Linked DNA regions of Sus scrofa: region 2 is linked to region 1. Evidence: chromatin contacts called from public Hi-C data. All regions are on one chromosome and are shown on one strand. Each heading gives the region's core, a stretch centred on a gene start, on an enhancer-like site or on the middle of the called end of the contact. The rest is flanking DNA. Distances are from core to core; before and after follow the strand shown. Region 1 holds the start of USP3 (ubiquitin carboxyl-terminal hydrolase 3). Region 2 overlaps USP3 (ubiquitin carboxyl-terminal hydrolase 3).

Evidence for each region. A called contact is a pair of places that touch in the nucleus more often than the background predicts.
Region 2: a contact with region 1 is called in a Hi-C map of subcutaneous adipose tissue, with 1.8 times the contacts expected there. The contact joins the enhancer-like site here to the promoter of USP3 in region 1. A contact is called at or near these places in 1 of 5 promoter capture datasets (liver), 9 of 47 Hi-C or Micro-C datasets (blood, embryonic fibroblasts, fetal skeletal muscle and 4 more) and 1 of 2 datasets of contacts at active chromatin or transcription factors (alveolar macrophages).

The regions. Positions count from the first base shown.
Region 1 is chr1:108,513,341-108,518,695 of Sscrofa11.1, reverse strand. USP3 (ubiquitin carboxyl-terminal hydrolase 3) reads left to right here and starts at 3,085. Exons shown (of 16, transcript XM_021094102.1): 1 at 3,085-3,498.
Region 2 is chr1:108,465,595-108,470,949 of Sscrofa11.1, reverse strand. It overlaps USP3 (ubiquitin carboxyl-terminal hydrolase 3), which reads left to right. Exons shown (of 16, transcript XM_021094102.1): 5 at 2,485-2,568; 6 at 5,172-5,253. Among named protein-coding and RNA genes, the nearest start is that of USP3, 47 kb to the left of the region's middle. Within about 2 kb of position 2,394, at least 7 of the 83 cell types and tissues checked have an H3K27ac peak or open chromatin away from gene starts, as enhancers often do. A contact at or near this core is called in embryonic fibroblasts and subcutaneous adipose tissue, where this site is marked.

The sequences.
Region 1 (5,355 bases), core at 1,836-4,335:
CCAAGGTAAATAATTAACCTAGCTCTCCGGGTGTTTCCAGTAAGACTTCTTCCCCAGGGCCTGGTCAGCTGGTATTCCTTGCTTGGAAACACCCATTCCGACAGAAGTCTGAAGTCTCAAAGTTAGGGGAAGGTCCCAGCACCCTTGAGACCCTTCCTGATGATGGTTCCCTCGGCAACATAGGACCTCGCCTTGCGCCCCCCCATCGGTGCTCAACCCTCCCCCCTTTAGAAGAGAAACATTTGATAGTATGGTTGAAACTGTGCATTCCTCTCCTCTGAAAAATGCAAACACTTAAAATTTGCCGCGGCTGCTGGCAAGAGCAGCCCTCCTCCCGGGTCCCCGCCCCCCGGGGGCTCCCGAGCGGAGGGCTGGGCGGGGACTCCCAGAGGCCAGCGGCTTCTCAGCGCCAAAGGGATGCGGGCCAAGAACCAAAAAGCGAACGTAGTATTAAACGTAACCGAAGAAACGAGGGACTAAAAAAGCAGATTGCACAGTGTGGTCTTCCTCTGTTTGACACATTTATTCACCACGAGGTTTTTTTTTGGGGGGGGGATTTTTAAAAATTTTTATTATTATGAAAACTTGCAGAGACAGAAACGTTTTCGGTAAATCTAGTAAAAGTCTCAGGAGGCCTTCTGATTTTGTCCAGGTTCTCTGAATTGCCTGATAGTCATAGTTCGTCCTCTGCGGTCTATAGCAGTCAGGGACAACTGAGTTAGGACTCCTGCTCAGAGGGGGCTTATTCTAGTTAGGGAGAGAAGACTCTAAAACTTCTTTCTCTTTCTCCCCCCCCCCCAACAGTTTACACCTTACAAAGTGTTCTCACATTCCTGATGTCATGACAATGATAAAATCTGAGCTTAAGGGAAATTTAGAGATCACAGCAAAGAGGAAGAGGGGGCCAACTACCTGGCATATTGTTGGGCCACTTACTAAACTCCTGCCCATGGTAGACATTGCTAATCGATCACGCATTCATGATGAGCACTTATTTATTGGACGCCCTCTGTGTTCCACATGTTATGTTAGGAATAGAGCAGGAAACCAGACAGACTTGTTTGCTACCCTTATGGACCTCCAAGGGGAAGACAGACATTAAACAAATAATTATGCTGCTGAAGAGTGTTTTTAAAAGGCAGAGTGTGGGGCACACAAGGGCATCACACACCTGGAGGTAACCTGAAGGTGGGGCAGGGTCGGGAAAGGACTCCCTGAGGAAGTGATGTTCAAGCTGAGGTCTAGATGATAAGGAAACTGAGTCCTTTTGAGGGTGAAAAAAGTAGCATTACACGCCAGGATGAAAGACCCTGGTGAGTCAGTTCCATGGCTAAAAGAAGGAGCATGGATGATAATCGGGGGTAGCTGTCCAGAGGGAAACAGGTTGATCCAGACAGGCTTTGAAAAAGAATCAGTTGATAGGAGAGGGCTGGAGAGCCTGAGCAGAGGGCACATCTATTGTTTATACTCCCCCTTCCTAGGAATTATTCTCACTTGCTGTCATTAAAAAAAAGGGGGGCTATAAATTATTGACTTCCTACTGGGGGTGGCAAGTCTTGTGAATTCTCACGTCTTCCTTTGGAGATAAGCATTGTTTTCTCAGTTTTATAGACATAAAGGGCTTGGAAAGACTAGAAACACTGGCTAAAGTTGGTCCTCAAGTAGGCAGCAGAGCTAGGATTTGAGCAGCCGCACTTTCCACAATTCGGCACTGCCATAAAACCTCAAGATGGCTTGCTCTAACAGCAGTCAAAACTTGGGAGGCAACCAAAGAGTGTTGACCGAGGAATGGGAAATACTGGGGGGGAAAGAATGGGGGGAGAGTAAGGAAGGGTCAACAGAGATGCCGCAGGTGAATGGACACCGTTAGGCAGAGGAGTGCGCGGCAGAAACCAAGTGGTGGCGGGTAGTGTGGGGGATGGCGAAGCGTGGGAAGTGACTGAGAGGGCACTCCTGGACTGTTGCAGGACTGCCCTGTGGGGAGGTGCTCTGCTCTAACCACTACCCGGCCTGGCCCGGTTAATCATTTCCTGACCTTCCTTCCTCCTCTCACCCGGCCCGAGGGATTGCCACATCAGCCTTCCCCTCCCCCTCCCTGCCTCCTGGCCCTGTTGCTCCTTCGCCGGGTTTTACAAGGAGCCCCAACTTTGAGGCAATGTTTGTAATAGCCCCAGACATCCCCAAGGCAGTGCCCCCACAAAGATCGCAGCCTCGCTAGGGCGTAACCCCTGCCCCAGAGGCTGGCCCTATCCTTTTTCCACAAAGAGATCAGAGTGCCTGGGAGCCAATCCTAGTACGGATTAACGGTAAAAAGGGGGATGGTAACAGCTGCTGGCGTGATGGTGCGAGGTTTAAATGAGGTATTATTTGTAAAGTGCCTGGTTAGGAGGCAGCAGTGGGTGTTTAACAATTGTTAGGTCCCTTCTCTTTTCGTCACCTGGTAACAGTGACCGCGCTCTCAGCAAACGCAGGTTAAAACTATCTCACTTAAATTTACACTGAGGGTGAGGTATGAATGTCCGATCGTCTGCTCAAAGTAACGGAGATGGTGAGTCACTGTGACAGGGGTTGAACACAGGTTCATGAGTGCCCACGCGGGACCAGCCACTCAGCACCCAGGTGGCTGGCTAAGGTCACGTGTTCAAAAACTGGAACTCGATCACTATCGCACCTGCCGAAGGGAGCAGAACACTAAACTAGCACTGCTCTGGGACCTATGCACCCCGGTGGGTCTAGGCCCTTAATCTAAGCTTGTGTCTTCCTGTGTAAAAATGGGGCCACAGAGCCTGTCTGCCCAGGTGGTTTTTATTTTCTTCACATTTTTTTTGTGTGGTCAGATTTTCTACCGCGCTGTAGCCAGTCCACCACACACAACGCAGAAGCACTCTTTGTGAGCGCTCGCCCGGCCGCGGTAAAAGCGGCGGACTGGCCCTGTGTGCCCTGGTTTAGCGCCCCACCCTTCCAGGGGCGGGGAAGCCGCGGCAGTCCCGGCCAACAGAGTTGGGAAAGTCACTTCCGAGTGCAGCCAGACCCTGGGCGACCCGCCTGCGAGCGCGGGGACCCCCACCCCGCGGGAGAGGACGGGGGCGGGGCTGGGCTTGGAGGCGGGGCCTGCCCGGGGCAGGGCGGGGCCAGCCTGGGAAGACGGAAGCCCCCAGCCTAGGGGTGGCGGCAGAACCCGGATTCCGGAGTACCACGTTTTCCGGAGCCGGGCCTCAGGAGACGGCGGGCGGGAAAACCCGGCTCCCGGAAGCTTTTGCTTTCTTTGACGCAAGGGCTCGGGACTCAGCTGCCGTCTGCCGAGCGCCCGGCGAGGAGCGACCCCAGACGGATCCTTCTTAGTCCCTCCGCCCCCCACCTCGCCGGGTCCCGGAGCCTCCGTCCTTCTCGCCGCTCTCCGGGTGGCCATGGAGTGTCCGCACCTCAGCTCCAGCGTCTGCATCGCTCCGGACTCAGCCAAGTTCCCCAACGGCTCCCCGTCGTCCTGGTGCTGCAGCGGTGAGTGCGGCCCCAGGCGGCCCTGAAGCGCACCCGAGGCCCCGGCTCTGTGGGGCCTGCCGTCTAGGGGCCGCTGGCGGCCGGCGCGCGGACTTGGGAAGGGGTGAGGGCGAGCGGGGCTCGGCGGCTGGGGAGGGGTACGCGGCGAGGCGGGTGGTGCGGCGGCAGGCGGAGCGGCGGCGGCAGCTCCTTTGTTTCCCGGGGCCCGACGGTCCGGCCGGCAAAGGAGAGGCCCGTGAGGGGCGGGAGCCCGCGGGGCCCACGAGCGCGTGGGGGCGGCAGCGAGCGGGGACCTTGGTCAGCGGCTCGCGCCCCCGCGCAGCCCTGCTGTGATCGGGGGCTGCGCTGGCCCGTGTCCCCGGGTCGGGGGCGGCGGGGGCGGGTGTCCGGCCCCCACAAGGCGGCCGCACGTGTGGCGGGGCCCGAGTTTCGTCCCCTCCTTGACGGGACGGCAAAAGCGTTGCTCTCGGGGCGCAGCTTTGTCCAGGCTGCGGGGCGCGCTCTGGGGCCCTTCGCTACCTGCCTGGGCCCCCCATGCACCCGCGACCCGACCCACGCCGACCGGCGGGAACCGGGACCCGGAGAGGTGCTGAGTACTCAGGCGGCGAAGGTCGGAGTCTTTCATCAGCCAGAAAGGGTGAAGTTTGAAAACAGGCTGCTGGTTAAAAAGCTGAGAAGGCTAATCGAGCAGCTGCTTTGGAGGGGTAGCTCGAGTTGTCTTTCATATCTTTCGGATTGTCCGAAATTGCCTTGGGATTTCCGAGTTTTTGTGCTGTAGGACAGTTATTAGGTTTATGTAATGCTTTTGCATTGCTTAAGCTTCTTAACTCCTTCTGCCAGGCCCCTTCGAAGCCCCAGTACCCCCTTATTGTCTGCTCTAGAGACTTAGGATCGCACCGGCCACACTGCTTTGATTACTTCCTGGTAGGGCCCTGGTGCTGCTGATAGTCTTTGTTTATTAGCTTTGAGAGGATCAATGATAGCTTGGGTTGTAGTGTAAAATTTGAATTGTGCATTTCAAAAATCTTAAATTCGTTTGAATAAATAAAGGGAAGAAAATAGCAATGCTACGTACGATTTAGCTGTGTGACATTTCTCCTTGTGTGCCGGAGCTGGGAAGATAGTTTAGAGAATGCACTAACACTTTTGACAGGTTACTTTTTAAAGGGTGAATATTTCCTTGGAGAAAAACTCAGGTAATGCCGCAAAGAAAAATTCATTCTAGGATAAGGAATAGAAATAACTGCGGTTTCCTTGAGCTCTCAGAGGTTGGATGCTTGGCTTGGCTTTGTAAAGTCAGTATCTTTTTCTGCATGAAGCCTATAAAGATTATTAACTGGTTAATTTGTTTTACAGTGCAGTGTTGCAGTTCTTTTATGAGGGTGCAGAAACTTACCTAAGAATGTTTCTTTTACAGTGAATGTTGAGTATGAAACAACAAATAAGGTGTATCAAATTGCTTTACAAATTGCTTGGTAGTGCATTAGCTATAATTGTAGTTATAGCTGTGGTGCTATAAGTGTAACTTTTTTTTCCCCCCAAAAGAGATGTGAAAAAAAAAATCAAAGTAAACACTAGGAAAAGCATACCTCATGAAGAATGATGAAATTACTCCTTGCTCACCTGTGGTAACTATAGGGTTACAAGCAGACAGCATGCTTTTGGCTTTTTCTAGGTAAAATCACATCAAATTTTAAAATGGCCTCATTGGGCACATGTATCTAAAAAAAGGAAAAGAGTTTATGCAAGTGGCAGATATCCTGTTGTGAGTCAGTCTTGCCTTTGTTAGTCAGGGTGTCCACTTGACTGTGGAAAAGAGATGCAGAAAATTGAGTATCTCTTGAGGAACTTAAGTTA
Region 2 (5,355 bases), core at 1,145-3,644, 47 kb after region 1:
TTATCAACATCAAATTCAAAAGGCCATTATGTAAACTGAAAATCAGTTCTAAATTTATCCATATCGACAAAGCATTCTTTGAATTTTCTTTTAGATTTGGCACCCCAACTTATAATATGCTATTGTAGTTAAAATCTTATGCATATTTGTTGTATACGTTGAAATGTATAAAATCATTTTTGATTTGTATTATGAAAAGTTTAAATTTAACATAAATTTGCATACCTGTCCGTATAGGTCACAAAAAAGTCTTCTCTCTCCTTGGATCTTTAAATTTAGCTCATTCATGTGCAGTGTGATACAGGTGAAAAATAAATCACAATGTGATGTTTTCTCTTTATTGAGTATTAAATGTTCCTTCTCTTTCAAGAAAATCTTGACTTAAGAGTTAACGTACAGTAAACCTTTGTAAAATTCTTCCATGACTCAAGCAGTGAACATTGGCAAAGAATATATAGTCATTCAGTTCATTATTTTCTGTTTCTTTTAACAGGTCCATAAACTGGTGATGAGTCATAGCATTTGTACATGCATACTGAACAATTTTAAAAACTGCATCCATGATACAGTCTACCTTAGAGCACAAATATTTTCAATATGTTAATGTGCAGTGGAACAAATAAGGGAAATAATTCCAATAAATCCACATTTTTGATGTCATACATGGTCCTTGTCTGTCTTGATAGAAACTTGCTTGTCTAACTTTGATGATAGGGAAACAGTCTAAGATGTAAAGGTAGCTTTTGATGAAGTTCCCATTGTGGCGAAGCGGAAATGAATCTGACTAGGAACCATGAGGTTGTGGGTCCAATCCCTGGCTTTGCTCAGTGGGTTAAGGACCCAGCGTTGCCGTGAGCTGTGGTGTAGGCCAGCAGCTGTAGCTCTGATTAGACCCCTAGCCTGGGAACTTCCATTATGCCGAGGGCATGGCCCGAAAAAGACAAAAAAAAAAAAAAAGGTAGCTTTTGCTATTTATAGAAATGTTAGGGATTGACCATGGGAACTTGGAGAACTCTGGATTGATAGCATAGGTGGTCAGTTAATGGGGAGGGGCGTGTTAAATATTACATATATATTTTTTAGTTAAAGTTTTCAGAAGCACCCACTTATATTTTGACCCCTGTGAATAAAAGACAAGCCATGCTTTTTCTGTGTAATCTTTTTTTTTTTTAACTACTTTTCTTCATCTTCTTTTCAGTTTTTTTGTTTGTTTGTTTGTTTGTTTTTGTTTTTTTTGGTCTTTTTGCTATTTCTTGGGCCGCTCCCTCGGCATATAGAGGTTCCCAGGCTAGGGGTCAAAGCGGAGCTGCAGCCACCGGCCTATCAACGCGGGATCCGAGCCGTGTCTGCAACCTACACGACAGCTCATGGCAACGCCGGATCGTTAACCCACTGAGCAAGGGCAGGGACCGAACCCGCAACCTCATGGTTCCTAGTCGGATTTGTTAACCACTGCGCCACGATGGGAACTCCTCTTTTCAGTTTTTTAATAGATTGGTTTCACATTTGTAAGAAATAGTTTTTGGATTCTGCCAGAGGTGACCTAATTTTTACTTAATTGCTATGCATTCAAAGTTTTGTTTGCTCAGAATGGTAGTCTTATTGTCATTATTCTTTGGTACTTATAATAAGTAGTTTTACACAAAGCTGCAGTTCAAAAAAAATATGTTGGTACTAGTGTGTATGTTGTCTTTGTTAAAATTGGCTTTATGCCAGGAAAAAAAAACTGATTGCTAATGTACAAGTTAAAAGTTTATTATGTGTGATTCATTATATTATTTGCTTTTTGACTTGCTAAAACACGCACACACACATACACACTACAATATCAGTTTTAAAGAACACCTTAAGGTCTTCAAATCATTTTATCAGTTTCCAGAATGATGTAGCCACTGTTTTATAATTTTGTTTCCTAACACCTCTGAATGAAAAGATTCATTCTTCTCAACCATCTGAATTCAATTCATTTGAATTAAATTGTGTAAAATGTATAGCTTTTAATTTTTTATTCAAATATCCCTAGAGGCTAATTACCTTTTCCCTCTTTTCACTTAAATCTCTCCTTAGCCCCCCACCCCCACCCCCAAACTCCCCATTAATTTGAATTGGGAAGTATCATGTTAAAGCTTTAGGCTTTATACAACATCAGTCGAATTGGTGCTTTGTATTTCATTTTCCATGTATTATGCACCATTACAAAGAATATCACACATGTAGCAGCTTGTTTCATTTTTGAAAGAGGAATTGAAGAGCCTTTGAGTAAAAATATTAAAAGAAGCTAATGTTCATTGCCTACGTGGCTTTTTAAAAAAGGCTCTTAAAAAACATTCCATTGTGAATTCCAAGTCCTCTTTAAACTCACCACCGACAGTAACTGCCTGCAGAGCCATGTGATCATCTTGGCAGCAGCCAGGCCTTTTAGTGATTTCATTACTGTGGTTTCCTCAAGCTCTTTACACACATTGATTAATATTTTCCTTGCAGTTATCGCTGTGATGATTTTGTGGTTAATGACACCAAGCTGGGACTGGTACAGAAAGTCAGAGAACACTTACAGAACTTGGAAAAGTAAGTAGTAGGCCTTGGGAAAGGGAATGGAATGGGGTTGAGGGGCCTTTTACAGTTTCTGAGTGGATTTTTGTTTATGAGTTCTACAACTTCATCATGTTTTTAGTGTCATCAAACTGTGAACAAAATAAAGTTTGGATTTGGGTATTTGAAAATGTCAATAGGTTTTTATTATAGCTTAGCATTTGTTTCATTTACTATTTATCTTAAACCACATCCAAGGGCTCCAGAGCCTGTTTTTTAGTTATTACCTACCAACTTATAAGCTACTCAGTTTATCTGCAAGGGAAGAGAAGAAAATAATACAAAATCATTATCAAGTTTCCTTTGCTATTAGAAAACCTTATCAAATGTATTATAAAGTCTTCTTAGAAGCTCTGAAATGTATGTCTCATTTTTTAAGGGAAATTAAGTTTCATTATATTATCGTTTGCTTTGCATCTGCGATAGCATAATATCCTAGTTTCTTTTTTTTTGAGGGGGAGTGTATTGTCAGTAAAGCATAAGAGGCTATGAAATGCTTTGTCATAAAGAAATTGAACTACATATGTGAATAGATTTTTTTTTTTTTTTGCTGTAGCCAAATAGGTTAGTCAGATAAAACTCACTGGAGCCAAAATTCAAGCAGTAAACAGAAACCCCAGTAGTAGTATCTTTGAAACTTCAGTGGATAGAAGCATAGCCTTGGAATGATTGCTGACTCAGGTGACATTTGTACATATCACCAGTAATCATCAGGTGCCATCTGATTTATTTCGATAGTTGATGTATAAAAGATATTGTGAGAACATGCAAAAAGTGGGAGTCCCTTAGAAAACCTACATGTAAAGCCAATTAGAATATTTTAAAATTGTGTTCTGAGAGGGAATAACGTAAATTCTTGGAGTGAAACACTGTCTCTCTTTGGTTAACCAAAGTCTCCTTGCATGTCTCTGACTAAATGGGTTATAAGCTGATAAGGGAAGAAGAATGGATTTCTTTAAAATCTAAACTAATTAGAACTCCTAGAGTTTAAGTACTTTTTGGATTGTCCTCTTGTGGTTCTTCTCTTTTTCCTCTTCCCTTCTTTTAATTTGAACAAAGCATCAGGAGTTCCATCTAGGGTTAGAGACACAGGTACAGATACATGATCCAAAATACTGAATTTTGTCTGAAATTGTCACAGTTAACTGTGAAGTAGGAGATTCCTGCAGTAATTTATGTAATATCACTCTTTGATGTGGTGATGTCATTATAAAGATCTTACTGACTTGATTCTATGTGGTAGAAGTGGGTAGCTACCAAGTTATTTTTCCTGCCCTTCATAGTTTTCTCTAAGAAAAGACTTATCATCTCAATGACAAAGAAGCCAAAGAGAAAACAGGACATTCAGGAATTTAAGTTTATTTAATTTAAATTTATGTAGCCACATGTGGTGAGTGGCTACTGTATTAAATAGCATGATCTAAAGTATTCTGCCATTTCCAGAATCACTGATGATAAAATTTGATGGCTTCTATTTTTAAAAGCTAAAGGCTTTATTTATATAGTTTAAAACTAAATTAACTCTGAGGCATTGACACTAAGTAGTATATTTACTGTGCTTGTGACTCAACTTCTTTATTTAACAGAATTTGTGAAGGAATAACTTAACCATCAAAATACAAATGGGATTGATCCCTTCTTACCTTGTAGTTGCCAGCACACTGAGAGGGACATGCACACAATCCTGAAGATATGTTTCCTAAGAATATTTTCAGATTTGAATCTGTAACTAATCTGATACTCTAAAGAAAACAGTTCATGTGGAAATCCTGGAAAGAAAAATAATTATATATTTACTTTTAATTAGCCCAGTATTTTTGGAAATGGGAAAGAGTTAAAAGTCTGTGTTGTTTAATAGTAACTTTTACTTTCTTTAGTTCTCCTGATACATGATAATCTTAAAGTGACCTTTTGTAGATAGGAATTAGTTTCTGATGAACTTCAAAATATCTCTTTCATCAAGAAAAATTTAAATAATTTAAATTCAGAATTTATGTGATAATTATGATTTGTTTTATAATATGCTTTGGGACGGAGCTGAATCAAATGAATTGATATATGCCTTTATGCCTGTAATTTATTTATCCTTGCACAAACTCAGATTATATCATAGAGACAAAAGATGATACCTTTATCAGAATTAAGAAAGAAGTAGCCAGGTATTTGAGACAATGTTTCCTCTCAGAATAATCATGTCAGACCAGGGTTTCCTTTTTCTTATGAGGAATGGGTGTTGTCATGTTTAAAGCTTCACCAGTGATTAGGTAGATAAGAGTGGTGGTGGAGAGGGACAGTGTCACAGACCACGTTTACCTGGCCAGTTTTTCTGGGAAGGGCCTGGTGGTGGCAGCTTCCAGTCCCACCCTGCTGGAGGGGCAGTGGGGATTTCCAAGGGAAGTTGGATTCCTCAGTTACTTGAAATACTTGGGGGCCACTGTGGGCCTAACAAATTACTTTCTGGCCTGAGTAAGCAGCCAGGTGGTGCTCCATGTCCTAGATGCTTAGACGTTTATTCTTTACCCTGCTGGGCAGTATGTATGCATTCATGGTTTTTTGACTGTATGTTTGTGTTTTAATAGCTCAGCTTTCACAGCTGACAGGCATAGGAAAAGAAAACTTTTGGAAAACTCATCACTAAACAGCAAGTTATTAAAAGTAAATGTAAGTAATTAAACTTTATTCAAATATCAGAATTGGTTGAGATCTAGTCACTGATTACAACTCTAACATTAATGTCCCTTATAAACTTTCATAAATGTGTGC